Linked DNA regions of Zea mays: region 1 is linked to region 2. A link is a contact called in public Hi-C data. All regions are on one chromosome and are shown on one strand. Each heading gives the region's core, a stretch centred on a gene start, on an enhancer-like site or on the middle of the called end of the contact. The rest is flanking DNA. Distances are from core to core; before and after follow the strand shown.

Region 1 (5,425 bases), core at 1,142-3,641, 490 kb after region 2:
ATATAATGCACAAACAATAACTCCAGCATGATGCGTGAATTAACGCTTTTATTTAGCCTTTTTTATAAGAAACATGCCTCAAAATAAAACACGGGTTCAAATAGACTTTATTATTATTCTCAAAATAATAAAGAACTAGTTAAAACTTCTTAAGCATTATTCAGGGTTTATAAAATGGTCGGTTGGTTGAAGTACATATATGTCCCAACTCGAAACTAGCTGTTGGAGAAAAGCTGCTGCTTCTCTGCGACACACCGAACAGTTTGGTGCTCCACTAGTCGCTGGATATGATCGTTTCAAGTGATCGTTTCAACGCGTTAGCCTTGCACTAGACAGTCCGGTGGCTCTCCTCCATAGTGTTACTAGAAACTAGTCGTTAGGTTCCTGTTCACTGGTGCACCGGATAGTCCAGCACGTGGCACCAGACAGTCCGGTGTGCCACCGAACAGTTCGGTGCTCTCAGTCGGATGGTCCGCCGGTGGTTACACTTTCTTCATGTCTTGGACTTTGCTTAATAATTGTTGATCTTCACTTATGGTCTTCATAATGTCTTTTTTGAGGTGTTGCTTCTTCAATGCCTTAGTCCAAGTCACTTTAGCGTCATGTGAACTACAAATACAAACACTAACAAATACATTAGTCCACAGATTATATTGATCATCAAACACCAAAATTATTTAGTTAAATGGGCTGAGGTTCATTTTCCTTAGAATGGGGACAGGAATGGAGAGCTATTCCCCGACATAAATTCCTCATTATCATCCCTAATATCAACTATGTCTCCAAGATATCTGTTGCACAAACGATCCCTTTTGCATGTGTACATGTCAACATCTTGAGCTACCAAAATAAATAGACACGCTAAAAACGTACTTATATGATGATAGACGCAATGACGTTGAAAAACATGTCCAACTAAGATCGTCTTCAAGAGTCTACTAAATTTTACTCGCTAAATTTCATTTAATGAGTCATTTGAATAAAAATCACTTTATATATATTTTCAATCTCCAACAATCTTTCTATATATTGCTTACACTTTAAAGAGTCATTCACGTTTTCTATATTTGGCTAGCGAGAAAATCCAAATAAGAGATGGCTATATTTGAATAACTATTTAGATAAGTTGTTGTGGGGTGTTTTTTAAATTAAAAAACTCTATTTATATAGATTAAGAAAAATACAGAGAGTCTCTTGAGTGCTCTAATAACTGGTTATTGTGTTTTACTATAAGCTTATTTATGTTCACTTTTACAATCCTACATATTACATTTCATTAGCATTACACAGTCAAATCTCATGCATACATGCTTCCACTTATTAATCATTTCCTGCTCAAATTACACTTACATAGACACAATACTTAAATCCAAATTAAGATTTCATAATTGAATTTGATATATCATGTGCAGGGGCACGACATTCACTACTCTCTTCATTTTTTTATTTGTCGTCGTTTAGTTTAAAAATAAACTAGCGGACGATAAATATTTAACAATAGAGGTAGTATTAAATTATACAGTGTTAAATGATCATCTAGTCATTCCTTAATTTAATTTTAGATTAAAAACAAAAAGAAACATGACCCATTAGACAAGGTGTTACAATTCAGGAAGAATTGTACTCCATCCGTTTTCTTTTATTTAACGTTTCCGATCAGTTAGCACAAATTAATATAACCGAAGCCAGACTAAATTATCCCTAATTCTAGCAGGTGTTGGCTGCACAAACGTGCTCATCTGGAGTAATTCTCAAATCTGAGCGGGGAGTATAAGAGGGTAAAAAAGGAAAGATGTTTTACTTTATACTACTAGCGATAAGTATTTTGAATACTTTTAGTTTGTACTACTGGTGTTAAATAAAAAAACTGAGAGTATTAGCAGGGATATTTTCTATGTTTTGTTAGCGATTGATCTTTTTTACATGGTCAAGTTAAGGTCTTGTTTGGGAATAAAATTTTTAAAAACCACAGTTTTTTAAATACTACAGTATACTTTAGTCATGACAATACCGTAGTTTACAATATCACAATTTTGAAAACTGAGGTCCAGATTTAAGTTTAAAATATCTTAAAACAACTATAGTATTTGCAATACTTCAGTTTTGAAAACAGAGATTTTAGTCAGCTTGTCAAACACTATTCTGTATATAACTTCCAAAACTGTGAAAAAACTTCAATTCCAAAATTCCAAACACCCTAAGGCTTTGTTCGTTTCATCCCTAATCCATGGGGATCGAGGGGGATTGGAGTGGATTGAGGGGGATTTTGACTTGTAGGGGATTCAATCCCTCTCAATCCCATGGATTTGATAAAAACGAACAGGGCCTAAGATGACATTCATCAGCGAATTTTCCCACCGCTCAGCAGTGACCTCGTTCCCGTCCTCCTCGCATCCCTCTCGTCCGCCGCCGCCTGGCTCGCGCCGCCGACAGTTTCTCGGCCCAGATCGAGACACGCCCGCCATCCTACACCAGGTGCCGAGGCCTTCGCCGATCAAAGAGATCCCAGACAGCAGGTATTCCCTCCCACCCCCTTCTCTTCCCTGCTGCTGTGCGACGCCGAGTTCCCCACCCACCTCAAGCTATTTGGCTGTTCGATGCCTAGTAACTTTCTAACTATTTGCGAAAATTATTGGGTGTCCATGTGTACACCCATGTCCTTCTACTAGATCCGTCCGTGCCCTGCTCCTCGAACCATGGGGACCTCTGCCCAGGAATCGCCTCTCTGGAAGCGTATCGACGATGCCGAGTAGTAAGATTCTCCGCTTCCCTTCTTCCCCGTCCTTTACTTAGGGTAGCTTGTTCCCTGCCCTTGCTTATTGGCTATTACTAGTTGACGAGCACTGGTTGTGCAATCGAACTACGTTGTCCTGAGTACAAATCTGTTCCGATCATCTTGCTTTATCCGGTTTGGAACTGCAAGAGGAGTGGAAGCCACAGAAGCATATTCTCATCATTTGATATGACTGTCATGATTGCCGAATTTTTTATAGCCTACTTTTCCTGCCTGCTGATGAGCGATGGAGTTGCGGAGTGCCTGCCATTGTTTACAGTGCTTTCCGTTGCATACCTGAATATGCAAGGCCATATTTTATCTGAAAAGTAAGAAGTGCGGTCAGCTGTTTCCTTACCCTGTTGCCATCCTCATGTTTCAGCTATCTAGTCAGTGGATCATTTGACCAGGCGGTGTTGACTGCTTTATCCGTCGCCGATGAAATACACATGGCTTCTTTGGAGAGCGCTAGCGACCAGGATGAGCTCCTGGAGATGCTTGAATCGGCTGGGATGGTGCTTGTGCAGGCACTAAAAGAACTCAGGAGGTAAATCCTTCTCGATTTCTGTTTTTTTTTGTACCTATACATCCTGCCGGAACCAGATTTGGTATATTGCTATCTGCTGTAACGAGACAAACTGCTGGTGACGAAATTAGTGCCTAGATTTGCCAAATGGAAAGCATCGGATCCCTGCGTACTGATGATGTAGCTCTGTGCTGAACATACGCAGAGCTCGTGTTTAAGTCTTTATCATAACACACTACGCTAAATATTCCAGGGCCTCTGAGATGTTTGCTCAGCTTAAGATGATGTTTGGTTCAGTGCCATCAGTGCCTGCTAGAGTTTTCCTTACAGGGTAATTGCTACTCATAAGTCCCATATACTTAGTACTACCTGAAATGTATCCATCAATTTTCTGTATCAATGACTGCTATATTTCTCCTCATAGAGCTACCATTCAAATGGCAGAAGGATCTATATCTGACCTCAGACCAATCTTTGAGGAGTACCTTGCCAATTGGAGATATACGGATGATGAGGTTTATGTTTTTGATGGAGGAAATGACAGCACTTCAAATGGTTTTGTCGTTAAATCTATTATGTCAACTGGCCAGTATTTTGAGGTGGCAGAATTGTATACAGTAACATTCCTCTGTATTGTCTCTCAAGATAGTGAAACTGCTATCTCATGGGCAGAAAAGGCTCATCTAACTGAGCAAAGCCGGCAGGTTTTTTTTTTTTGTAAACGCTACTTAATAATTCTACTACAGCATAAGAATCTGAGTGTTCCATTATGCTAACATAGGTCTTCCAGCGTGGGATCTTATAGGTCCAGATAATTTTCATGCTAAAGTAGGATTCTTATGTTCCCAAAACTATTTCTTGTATGAATTAATTCCCACTACAGTATGCTTCTCATTTCCGAATAACTTCTATAGTTCCATGCTAAACTAGGGCTCTTCATATTTCCAAAGCAATTTGTTTTGAATTCCCGTCATTCTTTATTTTCTTTAGAGGTTTTACTGTTGCATTCTTTTTTCATCAAGACATTTTTTTTCTTTCTTTCTACAGGACCTACTAAAAAAGCTTCATGCAGTGCAATTAGCTGCAAATAAAAAACTGTCCACTGTTGAAGGGGTAAAACAAACAGCAGAGAGGAACCTTTCTACTTCTACAAATGACTCAACACCATCGCCACATGAGGATCCTCCAAAGATAGTTCCTGCGTGCGATGGGCTCAAAAAGGTCCTGCTGAAGTCTGCTCAACAAGCTCAGCATGTTGCAAATCATTTTGATCCGTTTTTCTGGTGGTTTCATTCAATTCGCCTGAAGTTTGGGAAAATACATATTGTTCTACCCAGTGGTAAGTTAGTGTTTCTGTTCTCTCTGCTGTTCTCAGCCATGTACGTGCTGCGAAGGAAAACTGCTGGCTTGAAGAGGTAAGAACCCCTCGGTCGACTTTACTATGGCCCAAGGCACCTTGTTTTGTTTTCGTGCTTTAACAGTCCAAGTGAATGCTATGTGTATGAATCTGCTGAACAGGGCTGTGTTCCAGCAAGCTGCTTCCCTGCGACGAGCATTTTTTGATGCACTTCAGCTTGCGTTCTCTGTCCAGATGAACCCTCTAGCTGCTGTTCAACAAGTGCCACAAGCCCCTCGAGGAAGCTGGTGATTGGTGATGTTCTTTATGCCTTGATCTATGTAACATTATAACTCAACTGAAATTCAACAGGCAACCAGATTTCATGTCGCGGAAAATGTGGCTGTGTAAATACTAGTGTGCTTAATGCAGCATGAATGTGATGATGACCTGGGTTTTTTTGTGTCCATTCTCACCTGAAGCATATTGGACTGGGGATTATTTACAAGAGCTATGGCTTTTGAATTGGGGAAACGGATTAAGTGCAACCAAACCAATTAGTGTAACCGATGAAACCAAGACATAAGGATGGATATTTTTTAAAAAGGTTCTGTGTCTTGGTTGTACTGTTATAACAATTGGTTTGGTTGCATCTCATACGTACCTTTGATTGGATAGGCCAAACTCGTTCTGGACTTGTCTTCAACATCTCATCTGCTGCTCTATGAATCATATCCTTGACTTATCTTGGCAAGATTGGAGCGGTGGAACAAGAGGGCCATCCTATGAG
Region 2 (5,544 bases), core at 750-3,249:
CCATATAGAGAATGGGATCTCGTAATGAAAAAAATGGCGCCTCAAGAGATGCTAATGTAGTTGCTTGAAAGAAATGGCGCATTAAGAGATGCTACTGTAGTTGCTACTCCAGGGAAGAAGACTAAGAGGGTGTCTGGTTCCACACAAAAGTTTAGTCTCTCACATAAAATGTGTGAATGATAATTACGGGTTTAAATATAGTTTAATTATAAAATTAATTACAAATAAAAACTAAAAGACGAGACGAATTTATTAAACCTATATTTAATACTCATAATTGATATTCAAATATTTAATGTGACACAAACTAAAATTTAGCCAGGCTAACCAAACATCCCCCAAGAGCATCTCTAAAAGTGTGACCCATAAAAATGCTCTATAATTTAAAAATGAGTATATTTTATAGAATTTAGGGCACCAACAAAAACTTCTGCTCCAACAATAAAGCATCAAATCTAGATTATAGGACAGCCCACTACGATTAGTATATTTGATGCATTTGAGACGATTCCCTATAATTTTTTGACCAAATTTTATAAAATGAGACATTCTTCCTGCGCAAAGTATCGAATGCACATAGCCAAGAAATGCACATGTGCACACATAACATCGAGATCGTACATATTGAATCGAACGGTACTCCAACAGGTTTTGCGGGAGGTTCTTTTTGCAACAACCGTTGGCAGCTGTTGCGGGAGGTTCTTTTTGCAAAAGTCAGGTGCCGTTGGATTCTAGATGGAGGGTCTGGATTTTATGTGTGCATATGTGCATAAGTAGTCTATGTGCATCGGATACTTTGCCTTCTTCCTGACCAAATTTGTAACCCTCATTAGCAGACTCATTTTCAGTGGTTTCCCTGATCAAACTAGAGGTTACCAAGGAACCATGCATAGCACTGAATAGGGAACCGCCGAATACACCAGCTACACCTAACATGTGAAATGGATGCATAAGGATGTTGTGCTCTGCCTGGAATACAATCATAAAGTTGAAAGTACCAGATATTCAGTTTTTACTGTGTAGAGCGGCCCTATATTTCAATTTAAGATATCAGTTTGAGGTATTGATGGAGATGCTCTAGAGCAGAAACAGCGACACTGATGATGTTGTATCATGTCGGTTAGGCAGTATGGAAACAACTGGATCACTACTAGAGTAGTTAGTTTCATTTGCTTCACTAATCACCGAAATATTTGCTTGTATATAATAATGGCCAAAATGCCAGATGCACTTACAGCCAATGATATCTCAACTCTTGTCCTCGTGTACTCCACGTCTTCAAACGCGTCAAGAAGCTGGAGCTCTTCATCAGTAACACCCATGATAACCTGCAGAACCAGTTATTTAAGGTAGTGGTAAAATAAATGCAAACAGAGAAGCAAATCAGGATTGGACTCGAACACTCGTAGCATGTGACAGTAAGAGTAATCAACAACAGACCCTCCCAGCAACTCTCTTGCTCTCAACGGGCAGGATCGCCGGGTAAATGCGGCCCTTGATGTTGAACCGGTGGCTGCAAAACAAACAGAAATGACCGTAGCAAATAAAACTGAAGTTACAGGTTGCAAGCAGAACTGCAGAAGTAAGCACATAAGTATATAAACCGTAAATCCCTCTCGTTAGCGTGCGTGCACACGGCACTGCGACAGCGAACTACGACGACACGGAAACGAAAGCGACGCCCCCAGGGAACCGAGGGCCACCACCAAGACGGGGGGGAGGCGGAGGGATGGAGGGGCGAGCGGGCGTACTAGTTTGGGAGGAGGGCCGGGGCGGCGGGCGGGACGCGCTTGAGGATGGTGCGGACCACCTCGTCCGCCATCAGGCTGCCGTAGACGAACACGCTGTGCGCCGCGGCCGGGGTAGGGGGAGCCGCCGCCGCCGGCTTCATCGCCATGGCGATCGACTTGGGCGTCTGGTCCGGGTGCTCTCGTTGGTTTGGCGCCGCTTGGCAACGGGGTGGGGTGTGTCAACAGATGTCCAAACAGCCACCGGCATAGACCCGGTCCAAACCCGTTTCGCCTAACTATAAATAATGTCAAGCTAGACATGACCCAATGATGCTCTAGGCCGTATCGTGCTGGCCTACATGCCCAGGAACATGCCTAAGCCCGGCACGCACAGAGATAAATAGTATCGGGCCGACCCGACCGTCCGGTGGGCCTGAACGTAGCAGGCCAGCCACTGACCCGAACCAACACTAGAGCAGAACATAAATACATATATTTAACAAAATTCATTAGACATAATAACATATTATATACAGATATTAAGACAACAGAATTCATTTGTCAATTCACAAGATAATACCAGATTAATACAAATATGAAATGATAACAGGATATTACAATTAGTTCACAGGATATTACACAAACACATATATGAAATGATTATTAGGAGCTGTTAGTGTAATGGCCGTCTCATTAAAAATCTTCTTAGGTAAAAACTCATACCTCATGAGAAAATCCTAAAAAGGAAAAAAGAGTGCACCTCAACTCCTAAGTTTATAAGCTCTTTATAGTCCATTATAGTATACAGATCATTAGTTCAATACAACTCATAAGACGTAAGACTAGTAGGTTACAAGACTAAGCATTTTCATCATCCCTAGCTGATTGTGTTGCTGGGTCATCAAGCCATAGGTTATCGCGCTCAGCTTCAAGTTCTTGTGTGTCTTCCTCCACACTGTGTTGCAGGTGAGCATCAACAAGTTCTCAATCTTTGATGCAGGATAATATCTCTACCATATCAGAAGCTAGACGACGTCGACACTCTTCAATCACCCTGCCAGCAAGACTAAAGGTAGACTATGAGAAAATAGTTGATGTTGGCACTGCCAAGGCATCTTTAGCTAGTAGTGAAAGAATAGGATACGTTAACTTATGCTGATGCCACCAAGAAAGGACATGAAGTCCTCATCAAACTCAGTGATAGTATCACTGTCTAAGTAGGAAGCCAACTCAGAGGTAGATGCAACAGTAGAGATAGCTTGAGTGTAGAGCCATGTCATAAAGGAAGGTCATCCCTAGCAATCAAATGACACAGTTCAGTCCTAGCAATAGAAGTAGAGTATTCCCAACATTGCAAAGTACCATCAACATTGTACTTAAGCACAGATTAGACTTGCCCAGAGCGTTCATGTGCTTTCTTAGCAGGGAATTATGCCGAAGCAAATGTCCAGTACCAGAAGTAGATCGAGCAGTAAGCGTTTGCTTACAGAAATCGCAACAAGCAACATACCTGACTTTCTTACCATTCACAATCTTAGTTAATTCATCAAAGTCATTCCAGCACTTGGATCTTTTCTTCGAGTTTGAGTTGCTACCACCAGCATCAGAATCAGGGACTAACTCTAGCGGGCTCGTGGAGCCTGTGCCAGTCCCTATTCTAGAGCCGACGATAATATCGATCTCAATAGGATCTACATGGGTCTCACCCAAACCAATGAAGAACCTAGCATCCTCAGCCTCATTATGGTCCTCAAGCCGACACTCCTCCTCTGCAGCCACGTCAAGGTCCATGACCTTCACTGCGACCACGAGCTCGACGACTACAATAAACAGTCGCCTCCGGCTACCTCAACGGCTATAAGGTTCAAGGCAACAAAAATGGAATTAAACGTACATCTAACTGTCCAGACGATTACAAGAATTAAAGGGCGAGAGATTAAACACACCTTTTCAAGCCAGAGCACTAGAGACGACAGAACGGAGCCGAGGAGCAGCCGAGCAGAGCGACCAGCAAGCAAGGAGCAGCCAAGGAGTAGCCGAGTACTAGAGACAGTCGGACAACCGGACAGGTTAGATTGAGGGCAAGAATGGGAGGAGAATAAAAACAGAACACAATTTTAGATGTCCAAGTAGCCAGCAGGGGGCACCAGTGACCAGACCAGGCGACCAGCAAGTAACTAGATCCCAGATAGGCGCTGTAACACCCCTGGTGTTACTGTAACTAAAACTTGAGCATGGCATCATAAACATTGGCATTGCATATGTTTGATATACCTAGAGTGCATTCACTAGGTAAAAAAATTTCAAACAAGTTGTGTTGTTATAGCATTTTGCAAATAGAACCCTGGATAGGGAACTTAACCCTAAATAGGGATTAAAGGGGTAAGACATAACCCAAATTGAGAAAACCCAAAAACTTTTGAGAAATAATCATGAAATATTCCCAAAAATAAACTTGAATCACATTTATACCCCTGGGATACCAAAAACCCTAATTGGAACCCTGGAAAACCCTAAATCCAAACCCTAGGGGCCTATATGCAAAAATAGTGCATATTTGGACTAAAGTGTAAAAACTATAGTATTAAGGCATACTAAGTCCTTTGGTTCACAAATATGTGAATTTACAAGCCAAACCCTAAGTTTTGGACTCATTTGCAAAAAGGACCCTAATTGAGATTTCATGTTAAATCTGAATTTCAGTGTTGTAAGCTCAACTTTGGAGCTTATTAACTTCCAAATTAGTAAGAATTTGCCCTAGGTCACCACATCAAAGTTGTAGACCAAACTAAGGAGAACAACTTTGTTTATGAGTGTGAGCTCAGTTGTTAAGAAAAATCCAGAGATAATTAAGCTCAAAGCTTGGCTGTCAGGCTGGTTTCATTCTAAAATTCAGATATTCAGTGTAACAAAGTCAGCTTTGAGTGTGAATTCAACCATGATCTAGTGATCAAATGAGCTCAGTCACTATAGTCGAAATATAGGTGGTATATAGCTCTACAACTTTGTTGCAGGTCACTGGATGTGTTGCCATTTGAAATTAAGAGAAAATGTGACCTAAACTTGCTCTGTCAGTTCATCAGAATGACCATCGCCATGGTACAGTAAATATTAAACTGAAGAAGATCCCGATCCCACCCCTGCTTGCCGCCGGTGAGCTGGATGCCACCCCGCCCAGCCGTAATCCCTTCCCCTTGCTCACCGCCCGTGGATAAAGGGGCTCACCGCCGTCGTGCCATCGCCGTTGTCCGCCGCGTGTCTCTGTCCATCTACCGTGTCACCATGACTCCCTACCACCGTCCCATCGTTGCCGGTGAGCTCGCCACGACTGAGGACACGCACTCACGCGCGCCAGTGCCTTCTTCTACCTCCGACCGCCGCGCGTCCTTCTTCAAATTCCCGGCCACCGTCGATGCCTTCTATAAATTGAGCCCCTAGGCAGCTACGCTAGGTCATCGCGAAGCTAACGCACCCACTCTCCCCCTCAATTAGCCACCGTAGCCGGAGAATTCCCTACTTTCCCCAATTCGGTTTCCGCCACCGCAAAGAATACCTCACCGTGGCCAGCTCGATTCAGGTGAGCTCAAGTCCCGCTGCTGCTTGTTCTAGCATCCCTAGGTCCTCCTTAAGCTCTTCGACCCCTTTAATTGAACTGGACCATCACCTATCGCCAGGAACACCTTCCTTTGTCCGCACTGCTCACGGTCACCGTGGCCAGAGTTCATTAGTTGGTCATTTGTGCAATTAACTTAGGGGAAGTACTTGGGGAGGGTTTAATCCGGTGTATGCCACTCGGGATCACCGGCCGTTGCAT

What was found. Hi-C and Micro-C count contacts between places; a contact is called where the count stands out from the background.
Region 1: a contact with region 2 is called in a Hi-C map of ear, with 5 times the contacts expected there. The contact joins the promoter of LOC100384040 here to the promoter of LOC100282242 in region 2. A contact is called at or near these places in 3 of 25 Hi-C or Micro-C datasets (ear, leaf and tassel).

What each region holds. Positions count from the first base shown.
Region 1 is chr5:59,813,646-59,819,070 of Zm-B73-REFERENCE-NAM-5.0, forward strand. LOC100384040 (3-phosphoinositide-dependent protein kinase-1) reads left to right here and starts at 2,392. Exons shown (of 7, transcript NM_001176648.1): 1 at 2,392-2,516; 2 at 2,670-2,752; 3 at 3,156-3,320; 4 at 3,553-3,630; 5 at 3,724-4,003; 6 at 4,347-4,714; 7 at 4,818-5,080. The coding sequence starts at 2,697. The coding sequence ends at 4,947.
Region 2 is chr5:59,320,093-59,325,636 of Zm-B73-REFERENCE-NAM-5.0, forward strand. LOC100282242 reads right to left here and starts at 2,000. Exons shown (of 5, transcript NM_001155154.1): 1 at 1,752-2,000; 2 at 1,441-1,513; 3 at 1,236-1,328. The coding sequence starts at 1,897.